4 separate regions of the Oryctolagus cuniculus genome follow, and all the other regions are linked to region 1. Evidence: chromatin contacts called from public Hi-C and Micro-C data. All regions are on one chromosome and are shown on one strand. Each heading gives the region's core, a stretch centred on a gene start, on an enhancer-like site or on the middle of the called end of the contact. The rest is flanking DNA. Distances are from core to core; before and after follow the strand shown.

Region 1 (2,773 bases), core at 75-2,574:
CACGCGCCCCAAGGAGGAGGGGTATCCGGAGAGAGGAGAGAGGCCGCTGGACAGAGGGGAGTGGAATGGTGCCGTCGTAGTCCACACGGTTATGGGGCTGTACGCTCCGGAGCTGAGGATTTCTGGTTGTGGAATGACAGGCATGGGGTAACTCTCATAGAGATATGGGGCAATGATCACTGGGGGAAAGAAAAGGAGAGAGAAGGAGATTTAGGTAAAAAAAAAATAACTGAGATAAAACATGCACACACCCACAGGCAGGAAAGATCTGACAACACAGAGAGCACTTGGTAATGAAGAAGAGAGCCTCGTTTAAGAGGACACACGCACTGGGAAAACACTGCCCTTCCACCCTGGCCACTACATGGTTACTGTGCTGGAGGCACACACAGCCTGACAGCTGCCCCCGCCAGCCCCGCACTGGGCACCCCGGGAGCGCAGCCCAGGCAGTGCCTTCCCGCCCCATCCAGGAGGAAGAACCCAGACCTTATTTCTAAAGAGCAGACACAACAGCTGTTTTCCACGGAAGGCACGAGCTATTTACATGTGTTATAACCGCCGAGAGCCAACACAGGGGGGAGGTCAGGCTGCCTTCTGAAGGAAAGAAGCTCCAAGAAGGGAAAAAAGCAACAATTGCACACTGACGTAGCTGAGTGGCTCATCTGCCACAGATCACTGTGCAAGTACCTACAAGCTCCAGAGACGGAAGCTGCCAGCGCTGAATAAAGTCTTCCCTGTCAGTTAGGAGTTTTCAAAGTTTTGAATTAAAACGAGTTCTAGGTGATCAAAAGACGCCCAGCTCTCCTTTAGAACAGTTTCCAAAGGAAACAGCTGAGACGTTAGCTCTTTTGTAATCCAGTGTTTCAGCAGGCACACCTATTTATATTTGCATATCGTTACAGTTCTAGGCAAACTTTTCATCATTATTTTTTTGTTTACCTGTGTGTGTGTCCAGTTCGCTGTAGTTCGGCTTTTTGGAGGCGTTGAAATGCTTCTTGACCAGGAAGGAGCGCGGCATCTTGCAGGCAGGTCTGGCGGGCGCCCGGCGCGGATAACGGTCCGGCGGGAGGACGCGGCCGGTCCCTACAGCATCGCGGCCGGCCGGGCTTGGGCTCGGGCCGCGCTCAGGTGCCGCGGGCGGACGGGCCGGCGCCTCTGAGGTCTCCCGGCTCCTTTACGAACTGAGCCCGTTCGGGCTGCGAGGGTTTTTTTTTCCTCTCTTTTGCAAGAAGGATCCAATCACAGCCGAGAGGCTCAGGTTTCAGCCCCGCCCCCTGGGACAGCTGTGAACAGAGGAAGAATCTGTTGTCAGACTAAATTATTCTGCTTCAAAATGGACTGTTTTTCGGTATTTCAGGGGAGAGGCGGGGAGAGGTGCTTAAATATTTCTAAGAGAGTCGATGTCCCTGCGTTAGCTCTGCCCACCGATTTCGTACTCTCCCGGAGCTCCGGGGCTCGGTCGGAGGGGCTGCGATGGCTGCCCCGAGCCGGCCTGGCGTCCAGATGTGGGCAGCGCGCAGGCGAAGGCACGCAATGTCCGCCCGAGGAAGGAAAAAGCTGGCCTGCAAGCTAGCGGGGAGCCTGGGCTTCAGGAGCGCCTGTATTTGGAAGTGGCATTTGGAGAGGGTTGCCTTGCTCAGGGAGCAAACAAAGAGCTGTTCTTGGCGTTTGCGAAAGGAAGGTGGAAGTGTGAAGACAAAAGCGCCGCGGTGTGGGGGCTCCCGGGGCTAGTCCCGGTCCGCAGCCCCGGCCGCTGCCCCAGCGCTCGGCGGCCGCTGTGCGCGGCCAGCCCTAGGCTGAGCCAGAGGCGGCGCTTTTTCTCCTGGACGTTAGGTAGTCCTGTCACCGTGTTAGCCATGGGGGCTGAGAATTGCTTTGTAGCCCCGTCGCAGGGCTGCTTCTCCGGGGAGGAGAGAATCCGCAAAGATAGAAAGGCTGGCAGAGAGGGAGGGACAATAGTTAAACTGTCATTATGGGCCGTGGAAAATTCTCGCACAAGCGCCTTTGAGAAGAGTTCGAGTACCACAAGGCTTTTTTTTTTTTTTTTTTCATGAGCGAGAAAGGCTAGCATGGATCTTTGAAGACAAATGTTTCAAGTATTTATGTACTTTCATTTGGGGCTACTTCCCTCAGAATACATTCATCATAACCCATGCCAGTATGAACCCATTTCCTGTAGTGCACCGAAAAATATACAAGGATGCCCTTAGGAGCACTACATCTATGAAGTTTTAAGGAGGTATTGGGTCACCAGCAAAAACACCTTGCTTATGAGTATGGTATTAAATCTAAAATTCCTCTAACCTGGCTCTGTTTGAAAGTAAAATATCAACCATCTTTTCAAACATTCCAGTCCATTTCACATTTTCCTTCCTACTTGTTCAAAGAATGAAGACAGAAGAAATCTGCAAGAAGACCACCCTATTCTTGTTTCTAACAGGTGCTAGAAGGGGAAAAATGTGGAAAAGAAAACAACAGTGGTGATGTCAGGACTTGGGTGAGAAGTGCATTGTCAGACGGCCTAACTGCTTAATCTTGGGGTGAGAAAACCAGACTGCTGTGTTTGTGTGTGTGTGTGTGTTGTGTACCAGGGCCATGCTCATAGGTTTCCTGAGCTGATTTCAATGAGTCCCTTTTGTGAGTCCAGCAGTCACTGTTCTAAATGTCAAGCAGAGAAAGGAATTCAGATGATTCCTTATGCTATGGGAACCTGATGGGCAGGAAATGCAAAATATGAATTCACATTAGGTGCTACCACAGTCCGTACCTGGAG
Region 2 (2,777 bases), core at 241-2,740, 420 kb before region 1:
GGAGAGACCACTGGGTAGTGGGCATTGTTTTTCCAAATGGAGTTCTGTTCAGGTGCACACACAGGATGGAGCCGACACTTCGCATCTATGTGCACCCCCCACCCCTTCCACTCTTTACAAGGCTGCCACCCCTTCAAGACCCTGATTAAGCTTTTACAAGTAGATGTATTTGCATCTGCAGCTACAGGAAAGAAGGTGACTCTGTGCAGGTAAGCCTGGGTGTCTCCATCCAGGCTCCGATTTCTCAGCCCAAGAGCCTTTCCTGGGACTCCTTCAAATACAAATGCCATTTTCCATTAAAATCACACTGATTAAAAAGGGTCATACAGGTGGAGAAGAGCCTCAGCTTCACGGCTTGACCAGTGTCCGAAAATGAAGTTGGTCGAAGTCCCCAGGAAATTTGGCTATTGCCAATTCCTGGCAATCCACTGGGCCCCTCACCTGTGCCGGGCACCATACACTTGGCACGAAGCCATCCATGCACGGGGCCCCTGTGGGCTCGGTCTCCCATCTTGCCACTTGCTCCTGTAACTCTGGGCACCCCTGATCAGGTTAAAAGTGATACTTGTGCAGCTGGTTCAGTTCCAGTATCTTTCACTATTTCCTTTGTTTTATGAGTACAAACAGAAGGAGACCTTGGGCTGCTGACAGCCTGTGCTAGCCAGACGTGAATTTCCCTGATGTAGGTGTGGGAGTGGTCTAAGAGTTAGGCAGGTGCAATACAAAACTCTGTCAGGGGAGGGAGTGGGGCTGGTAACAAGTTGGCACCGCTCAAGATGGTACCTTCACAGGAATAAACAGCAGGAGGAAACCACGACCCTGACCACAATGGGCTGGACCGCAGACCACAGACCAAGAATAGACGGGCGGCCACTTCCTGAAGGCAGTGGCTTTGTTCGCCAAAGAACTGGGACAGCAGAAGTGCAGGATTCACCTGGGCTTTTGCTTGTGCCGGATGCTGAGGATCTGGCGGCTCAGATTTCTCCGAGGGAGCAGCGATTCAGACTCAGCAGAGAAGACGGGCAGCCCTGTATCCTGACCACACTGCACAGAAGGGAACAGCCAGAAGAATTCTACAGAAACCTCAATTTATTTTCTCTTTGTCATGAAAACATGTCTTCTGTGTATGGCCTTCTAATGGTAAATTAGTCTGTAGAATACACTGATGCAATCCCCATTAGCATGTGCATTAGCAGGGTGCTCTGCCCGCTCTTGACAAGAGCCTCGCTAGGCAGGCGTTGAGGCAGCATGAAAGCATTCCTTATCTATTATCACCTAGGCACTAATTTAAGTGTCTCTGTGCAATTAGATTTGGCTTGAAACAGGATTCATTTCTCAGCAGGGTTACTCAATGAATTACTTTATTGTCTCTTTGTTCCCTCAGTGGGGTCCCGTCACATAAGCACAGAGGGGACACTGGTGCTTCTGGGCAAACCCCAGAACTGAAGGTGAACAAATGACTGATGGTCACCTCTGGGCCTTGGTTACCAGGGCTGGCTTCCTTCCCACTGTTTGGCAGAGGAGTCAGGAAGAAGAATCTGAAGTTAGTTGGTTTAAAAAAAAAAAAGACAACCCCAAACCTCTGGGCTATGGAAATTCATGCTCACTGGAGAACACTTTCTTCCACTCTGAAATGCTCATCACTCCGTTAGGCTCCTGGGCTTCATCCGACATTTCCCGCTCTGGTAAGAGAGCTTGAGCACCACGCATTCTTTGTAAATTGGAGAAGGCATTGTTAAGAATATAACTGTGGCTCTGTGGCTTGCAAACACCTGCTCACCCTCCCACATGATGCATGCATGTACAAGTACATTTTTTCAACAAGTACAGGTCTCTTTCCCAGTTGCTTTAACAGGTAAAAACTGGCAGAGTTTCCTGGCAGAACGTGCACTCTAATTGTCCTTCTAGCTGATACCTGTTCGGAGTTGCTTCCAGTGGATTTATTATAAAGCCCTGCTATGATCATCCAACTGTGAAGCACTCCAGTGGGCTTGCTTTGAAAGCCTGGTGGTTGCACAGACCATCTAGAATGAATCAGAGAATTCCAGACAAAGCCTGAGGAAGCCCCGCGTGGCTGCCATGGGCTGTGCAACCACCCTGGGCGGAACAGGTGGATATAAAGGTGACGCTTAGTCCCAGGAGACAGTGCCTCGGGAGCTGCAAGTCAGAGCATGCTGTGAGGTTTTCAGGAGTGAGGTGTAAAATTCCTAAGATTTGGGTTCAGTTCAGATAAGCACCCACATGTTTGGGTCTTCAGCAGAAACCTGTCGGAAATGTCTCAAACAGCCAGCTAAAATGCACTGGAAACCTCTCCTGAGGTTTTTGGTACTTCCTGTAAGAGTCGGCTCAAAATAGCCTTTTCATGCCTGAGCCAGAGATGGAAAAGTAATGAAACAGCCTTCTCACTTTCCATTGTTTCGTGTTAAAAGAGTGTGCTTATTGGATGGTTGCAAGGGCTTCACACACAGGTGGGATAAGAGAGAGGTCGGCTTTGGAAGTGTGCAGAGGGAAGCTGAGTTGGCAGTGAGTGGACCCTTATTTCATTTGAACGGTTCACCCGTGTACAGTCCTCACCCCTACTGAGTGGTTATTTTAATTTTGAGTGAGGGAGAAAGAGCATGTAGGGGTTCCAGTTTTTGTGTTGGAGGTCCCAGTCTCCAGGAGTTGATGGGAGGTTATGCAGATCAGCTCATCTGAGCTGTTTCCTGGAGATGGTACCTTGGTGGGGTGGGGTGTGGGTGTTAATTCTGATGCTGGTGACACAGCAAAACTGAGGG
Region 3 (2,765 bases), core at 121-2,620, 360 kb before region 1:
TTCACTCCACAAATGTTCACAAGGGCCGAGGCTGGGGTGGTTGAATCCAGGAGCCTGGAACTCAATCTAGGTCTCCCACATGGGTGACAGGGACCCAACTATGTGATCCATCACTGCTGCCTCCCAGGGTCTGCATTAGCAGGAAACTGGAGTCAGGAGCACAGCTGGGACTTGAACTCAAGCCCTCCAATGTGAGACGCAGGCATCCCAACTGGCCTCTTAGCCATTAGGCCAAATACCTGCTCCTAGGTTTATTTTCAAATGTTTTGTTTGTTTTCTCCTGAGAAGCCACATACTATTTCTCAAGGCTCCTATGAGCCTAGCTTAAGTGTTCAAGCCTTGTGCAATTTTTATCCTTCCTACTATTGATTTCTAAATGTAAAAAGAAGTAAAATAACACAATGGGCATCTTTTGTACCTAAATCTAGCTTTGGGATTTTGCAACCCCCTTAAAATCACAAAGACTTGTTCTTTTACCTTCAAAAGACAGGTGCTGTCTTGAGCAGAACTCTAGGAGGCGCTGTTATTGACTGGCTCAGCAGTGCTATGGGGTTCACTATTGGATTCATGTCAAGGAGACATCCACACCTTCAGCTCACAGGAAGACCACCCATCACAGACCTCAGATTTCCACGCCCAGCTACACTTCTCTCCTTCTCTCCCCATGGTCTGACTGCTGGCCATGGGCTGCACATGGCTGCAGGTGCAGGGCACTCATTCTTGAGACACAGTCTTGGCCTTGAGGGGCAGACAGACTTTCATTAAGAACTGTGAGGTGCACTGGGAAAAGCAATGAGATCCTCACAGGGCATTTAGGGAGCAGCATTTCATTCCTGAGGAAGGAAATGAACCCCCCCCCCCAAAAAAAATATATGTGGTTTCCAATCTGAATCTTTGTTTCTAGGTCTGAGCTGAAGCAGAACCCTGGGTCCTCAGTTCTCCTTTCCCGGAGACTCTCCAGGGCTCCCCTGTCTGGGATCTCCCTGTCCTCTGGCTTCCCGGCAATGCCAGTGTGTGCTCCCGTGGCTTCCATCCTCCATGGTGACTGCCCTAAGGCCATGTACAAGCCTGGGGTGGATGTCCTCCTCCAGTCCACAGGCAACATGGAAGCTGTCCTGTCTGCACCTCACCTTCCTAACTGGCTCAGCCATGTGCCCAGCACTGAGTTGTAACTCCCTTGTTCAGTTCAAGGGCTGGTGCCTCAGGGAGGTGGAGGGCATGCACTTGTGCCACATGGAGGCACAGCCGTCGTTCCTTTTCTGCACCAGCCTGGTTGTCAAGAAGTCACTTGGCATCTTCAACCCTGTCTTGTCGGGTGGAACTTGCCATCCCCTAAGAGGGTGCCTGCTGGGTCTGCTAATCTTTCTCTTAGTTCACTCAGGCAAATGTGGAATCTTCACGCAGGAAGCTTCTGCTGGCCATCACGTGTGTCTGGATTCCCAGAGGGAAAATCAGGCTTAGGCAGACATGGAATACTTCACAGCACACACACTTTCAATGACTTGTTTCCTATTCTTTGAAACGCATTCAAGTCTTATTCCGGGTCATCTTTCTGAAAACCGAGCGTTCACACGGCTCTCCCTCTGTCTCCCCTGTGCTTTCTCCCTGGGTTTCTTTCTCTGTACTTTCCTGAATAATGCGCCATCAGGTAGCGATTAGGGAATCTGCTGGAGGACATCGGAGTTTTGCGAAAGCAAACCCTTTTCAACTGTCATGAATGTAATTTGGGTTACATAACTTTTAGCTGGTCCTTGGCCAAGGATCATTTTTATGGGGAATAAGTTATTACTACTAAGTACTACATTCCTAATCCTCTTGGCTATTTAAGAACCTTTATCAGAAGCAAGTGAGACACAAGTAACTTTTGATTCTTTCCAAATAAAATAACTTTGTTCAGCTGCAGCATGAATTTGTTTCAGTGTTATGACAGATTTTAATTGTCTTATTTACAATTCACTTATTCGTCTCTTCCAGGGGGTGATGCCATGGGAGGAAGTTTAACTGACTCAGAGGTGGAAGAGTTCTCAGCATTCCGGGACAAAGGGTTTTCCACCCTGTGCAGGCTGTGATGACACTGTGCCTGTTGTCAGTGCTGGGCTGCTGGGAGCTGCACAGTGGTAAGGATTTGGAGCAGGGGGACACCGATGAGTCCTTCCTGGGCTCCATGCTATGGTGAGGCCGAGGGCGTGTGAGTCAATCACCTGTGAGGTTAAGAACAACAGTGCTGGAGCTGATGCTGTGGTGCAGTGGGGTAAGCTGCTGCCTGTGAGAGCGGCATCTTACATGAGCAAGGGTTCCGGTCTTGGCTCTCCATTTCCAATCTAGCTCTCTGCTAATGTGCCTGGGAAGGCAGCAGAAGATGGTGCTTGTGCCCCTTTAGCCCCATGGTGGGAGACCTGGAGGGAGTTTTAGGCTCCTGGCTTTGAAATGGCCCCGCCCAGGCTGTTGTGGCCATTTGGGGAGTAAATCAGTGGATGGAACTCTCTTTCTCTCCCCCACACCATAACTCTGCTTTCCAAATAAATAAATAAATATATCCTTTTTTAAAAGATGTATTTATTTGAAAGTCAGAGTTACATAGAGAGAGAAAGAGAGGCAGAGAATGGCAGAGAGAGAGAGAGAGATCTTCTATCTGCTGGTTCACTCCCCATTTGGCCACAACGGCTGGAGCTGTGCTGATCCAAAGCCAGGAGCCAGTAGCTTCCTCCGGGTCTCCCATGTATATGCAAGGGCCCAAAGACTTGGGCCATCTTCCACTGCTTTCC
Region 4 (2,914 bases), core at 376-2,875, 500 kb before region 1:
TTCTGCCTCGCAGGCTGGCCTGGCTCCTCCGTGTCACTCACAGGCCTGAGAGTGGTGAGAACAACTCCACGACTGCTGGCCCTGCTGTGTAAGGGCTCCTACAAGCTGGGTCCCCTGGGGCATCCCCTCCACTGAAGTCTCTGGCAGCCCAGCAGGTACCCCCAAACCCCAGCATTTGCCATGAGGGCACACTGATGTCAAGGCCCTTCCTGCAGATTGGCACTGGGCTCAGAGAGAAAGGGAGCTAAACTGGGTTGAAAGAAATGCATGAAGTGAAGTGCGCTCCGGCTGTATCTGGGAGCCGGTGCCTCTGGTGCTCCTCCCCAGCCCGTGTGCTTTGCAGGTGCCTGGTCTGTGTGTGGATGTTTGCTCCTGCATGTCTGGTGGCCATCCCAGAGCTGGGGGGCCAGGCAGGCCTTGAGTGTCACCGTGGCCGGCAGCTCCCAGAGGCTGCCTGCATGCTGTGGCCTTCACCACCCCATGCCATGAGTGTGAGCCATGAGGCCAGATGCCCCTCCCGCCCTGCCCGGTGTCCTCTCATCAACCATGCAGCGCTGGTGGCCGGAGGGACCCAGCCCACAGCTTCTGATCCAGGACACCGAGTCTGACCCAGTTAGGAATGGCCCCGGCCAAGGCTCCTGCGGAAGGTGCTCGGCCCCAGCCCCTGGCTAATCTGTGTCCTTCCCCGAACACACAGCTCAACCACCGGGAATGGCCAGGGCTGGCAGTCTTTGAAAGAGACTTTCTTTCCATTCTGGCAACTTGTCTCCCGAAAGACACTGCGTCCTTTTTTATGGGCTGCGAATCGTTTCACAAGCCGCACACCGACTCGGGTGAGGAGCCCCCCAGTCCGTCCCGCAGTCCACCTCCCAGGCACGGAGCTGCTGCTTCATCTCCTTTCCTTTTCTTGGCCTCTAGTGTTAATTGTCATAAGGTCAGAGCCTAAACTCTCTAGGGGATCCCAGCGTTGTACGGACTTGACTGAAGAGCAGAAACAAATTGCAGCCGAGCAAAAACATCAAGACCACAGCGCCGAAAGCCGTGAGCGTCCCAAACGGCCGCCATGTGTGCCGCGCTCGGCTGGCTGGCGCCTGGGAGCGCTTGGCTTGGCAATCTCCCGCTCCCACTCTGTTTTCCTTGGGGGGTGGGCGGGGGTGGAGGGTGAACAGGGAAGGAGGGGGCGCAGAGCGGAGGGAGTGCAGTTGCCCTTTTGCCTGATGATTTATGTTTGGTCGGAGTTAGCCCTGTTCCTCTCTCTTCTGGCTGGAATGTGTCTTGGACATGTTGTTTCAATATGAGACGATCAGCTGGGCCCTCTGCAGAATGTCCCTCAAGAGTGGAGGCGACCTCCCAACAGGGTCATTTGTTCAGCAGAATTCCGAGTCGCCTTCTCCAACATCTGCATTCTATTAATACCTCCAAAATCTTTCCATCGGCTCTGGGGAGGCAGAAGATGCCCTGTGTCCCAGGGAAGGGCTAACCCTGGGCTTGTTTGTGTTCCGTGTGGAGATGCCCTTGTCCCCTCCACCTCCGTCCTTTGTCCTCCGCTACTGTGCAGGTGGATGTTCGCATCTGCCCCGGAAGTTCCGGGGGCCAGGGCAAGTTTGGGGTGTGGACTGCTTTGCTTTAGTGGAGGATGACCCACAGCTGAAGGGGAATTTGTGAGTACACAGGAGAGCGGTGGACACGGGCAGGGCTGTGACAGGCATTCTGGGAGCATCTGCTCAAGTGAGTTGGGAGAAAGGGACCCTGCGAGGTCCCAGGCCACGTGGGGCCCTTGCCCGAGACAGGTCCTGCTGTGCCGTCTGGGGCTACGAGGATCCTAAAGGAAAGGAAGGGAGGGAGCAACGAAGAGAAGGGATGACGTGGAGAGAAGGCAATAAAGTAGGGGAGATTTTCTGTAAGGAAAAAGAAAAGTACCTGTGGCATTGAGACCCAGTGTGCCTACAGCTCGCCTGAGTGACACTCACGGACACCCTGACCCTTGGCTGCAGCTGAGGCCTCGCAGGAGGGCTGCTCACACCCTGGGCCTTGCAGGAGACTCTGTGACGAGTGTCGGGGTTTTGATTGAGAGAGCGAGCCCATGGTCCAGAGAAGTGGCTCCCTGCAGGAGGCACTGTGCAAACGTGGAACCTGACCGAGGGCAGAGGAAACCTGACCAGAGTTGGGGATCCACTACCAGGGCCCTGCTCCCTTAGCCAGGAGAGGATGCTTTGGGAGAAGCAGCGATGCACCAGCACCAGGACGCCTCTGCCTGCTCACTGTGGCCCTGTGATTTGAACCTGTGTCCTGCCTGCTGAGACAGTCAGTCCCCCCCCCCCCCCCGGCCTATCTCCAGTCCGTTCAGTAATTACCATAGGAGACTCAAGAATATATGTTTCTGCTACTGAAAAGCCCTGGAAACTGACTGCTACCCCCACTTAATTTTTGCTCTCGAACTTCATGGCTTACAGTGCTCCTGTGCAGCATCAGCTGGGTGAAGGCTAAGTCTTGGTAAAAATGATGGAGAGCCTTTCTTGGGAATGCAGAGGAATGCCAGGCTCTGATAAGGCCTCTGATAATGACAAATGGCTTCCTGGTTGAGGGACTGTGGAGGGAATGCCTCCTAGCTGGCCCACGGCTGGCTGAGGCATGAAGGACTCACTCATTGGATAGGAGGGAGGCAGCCGGCTGGCGGCCCCCTACTGCATCATGTTTGACGGCCAGTGTCCACTGCCGGCTGACTGGCTGGCTGTCCACCCGTGGGGACAGGTCTGTCGGACTTGCTGGGCATGTCCCCTGCTGGTCTGGATGCCAGCGCTCCTGTCACCCAGCTTCCCGAGCGAGCTCTGTGAACCCTGGTTTCCAAAGGGGAACCAAACACAGTTAGCTTTCTATCTTCTCTCCTTTTGTCCAAATTATGCAAAAATCTCCT

Evidence for each region. A called contact is a pair of places that touch in the nucleus more often than the background predicts.
Region 2: a contact with region 1 is called in a Micro-C map of ear pinna, with 8 times the contacts expected there. The contact joins the enhancer-like site here to the promoter of SNAI2 in region 1. A contact is called at or near these places in 2 of 6 Hi-C or Micro-C datasets (ear pinna and psoas muscle).
Region 3: a contact with region 1 is called in a Hi-C map of an unstated tissue, with 5 times the contacts expected there. The contact joins the enhancer-like site here to the promoter of SNAI2 in region 1. A contact is called at or near these places in 2 of 6 Hi-C or Micro-C datasets (ear pinna and an unstated tissue).
Region 4: a contact with region 1 is called in a Micro-C map of ear pinna, with 6 times the contacts expected there. The contact joins the enhancer-like site here to the promoter of SNAI2 in region 1. A contact is called at or near these places in 2 of 6 Hi-C or Micro-C datasets (ear pinna and an unstated tissue).

The regions. Positions count from the first base shown.
Region 1 is chr6:73,115,792-73,118,564 of mOryCun1.1, forward strand. It overlaps SNAI2 (snail family transcriptional repressor 2), which reads right to left and starts at 1,325. Exons shown (of 3, transcript XM_002710513.5): 1 at 940-1,325; 2 at 1-179. The coding sequence starts at 1,018. LOC103348011 (a long non-coding RNA gene) reads left to right here and starts at 1,232. Exons shown (of 3, transcript XR_007918597.2): 1 at 1,232-1,348; 2 at 2,441-2,540.
Region 2 is chr6:72,695,256-72,698,032 of mOryCun1.1, forward strand. No RefSeq gene overlaps it. Among named protein-coding and RNA genes, the nearest start is that of CLXN, 230 kb to the right of the region's middle. Within about 2 kb of position 1,491, at least 1 of the 8 cell types and tissues checked has an H3K27ac peak or open chromatin away from gene starts, as enhancers often do. A contact at or near this core is called in ear pinna, where this site is marked.
Region 3 is chr6:72,756,276-72,759,040 of mOryCun1.1, forward strand. No RefSeq gene overlaps it. Among named protein-coding and RNA genes, the nearest start is that of CLXN, 170 kb to the right of the region's middle. Within about 2 kb of position 1,371, at least 1 of the 8 cell types and tissues checked has an H3K27ac peak or open chromatin away from gene starts, as enhancers often do. A contact at or near this core is called in ear pinna, where this site is marked.
Region 4 is chr6:72,614,571-72,617,484 of mOryCun1.1, forward strand. No RefSeq gene overlaps it. Among named protein-coding and RNA genes, the nearest start is that of CLXN, 310 kb to the right of the region's middle. Within about 2 kb of position 1,626, at least 3 of the 8 cell types and tissues checked have an H3K27ac peak or open chromatin away from gene starts, as enhancers often do. A contact at or near this core is called in ear pinna, where this site is marked.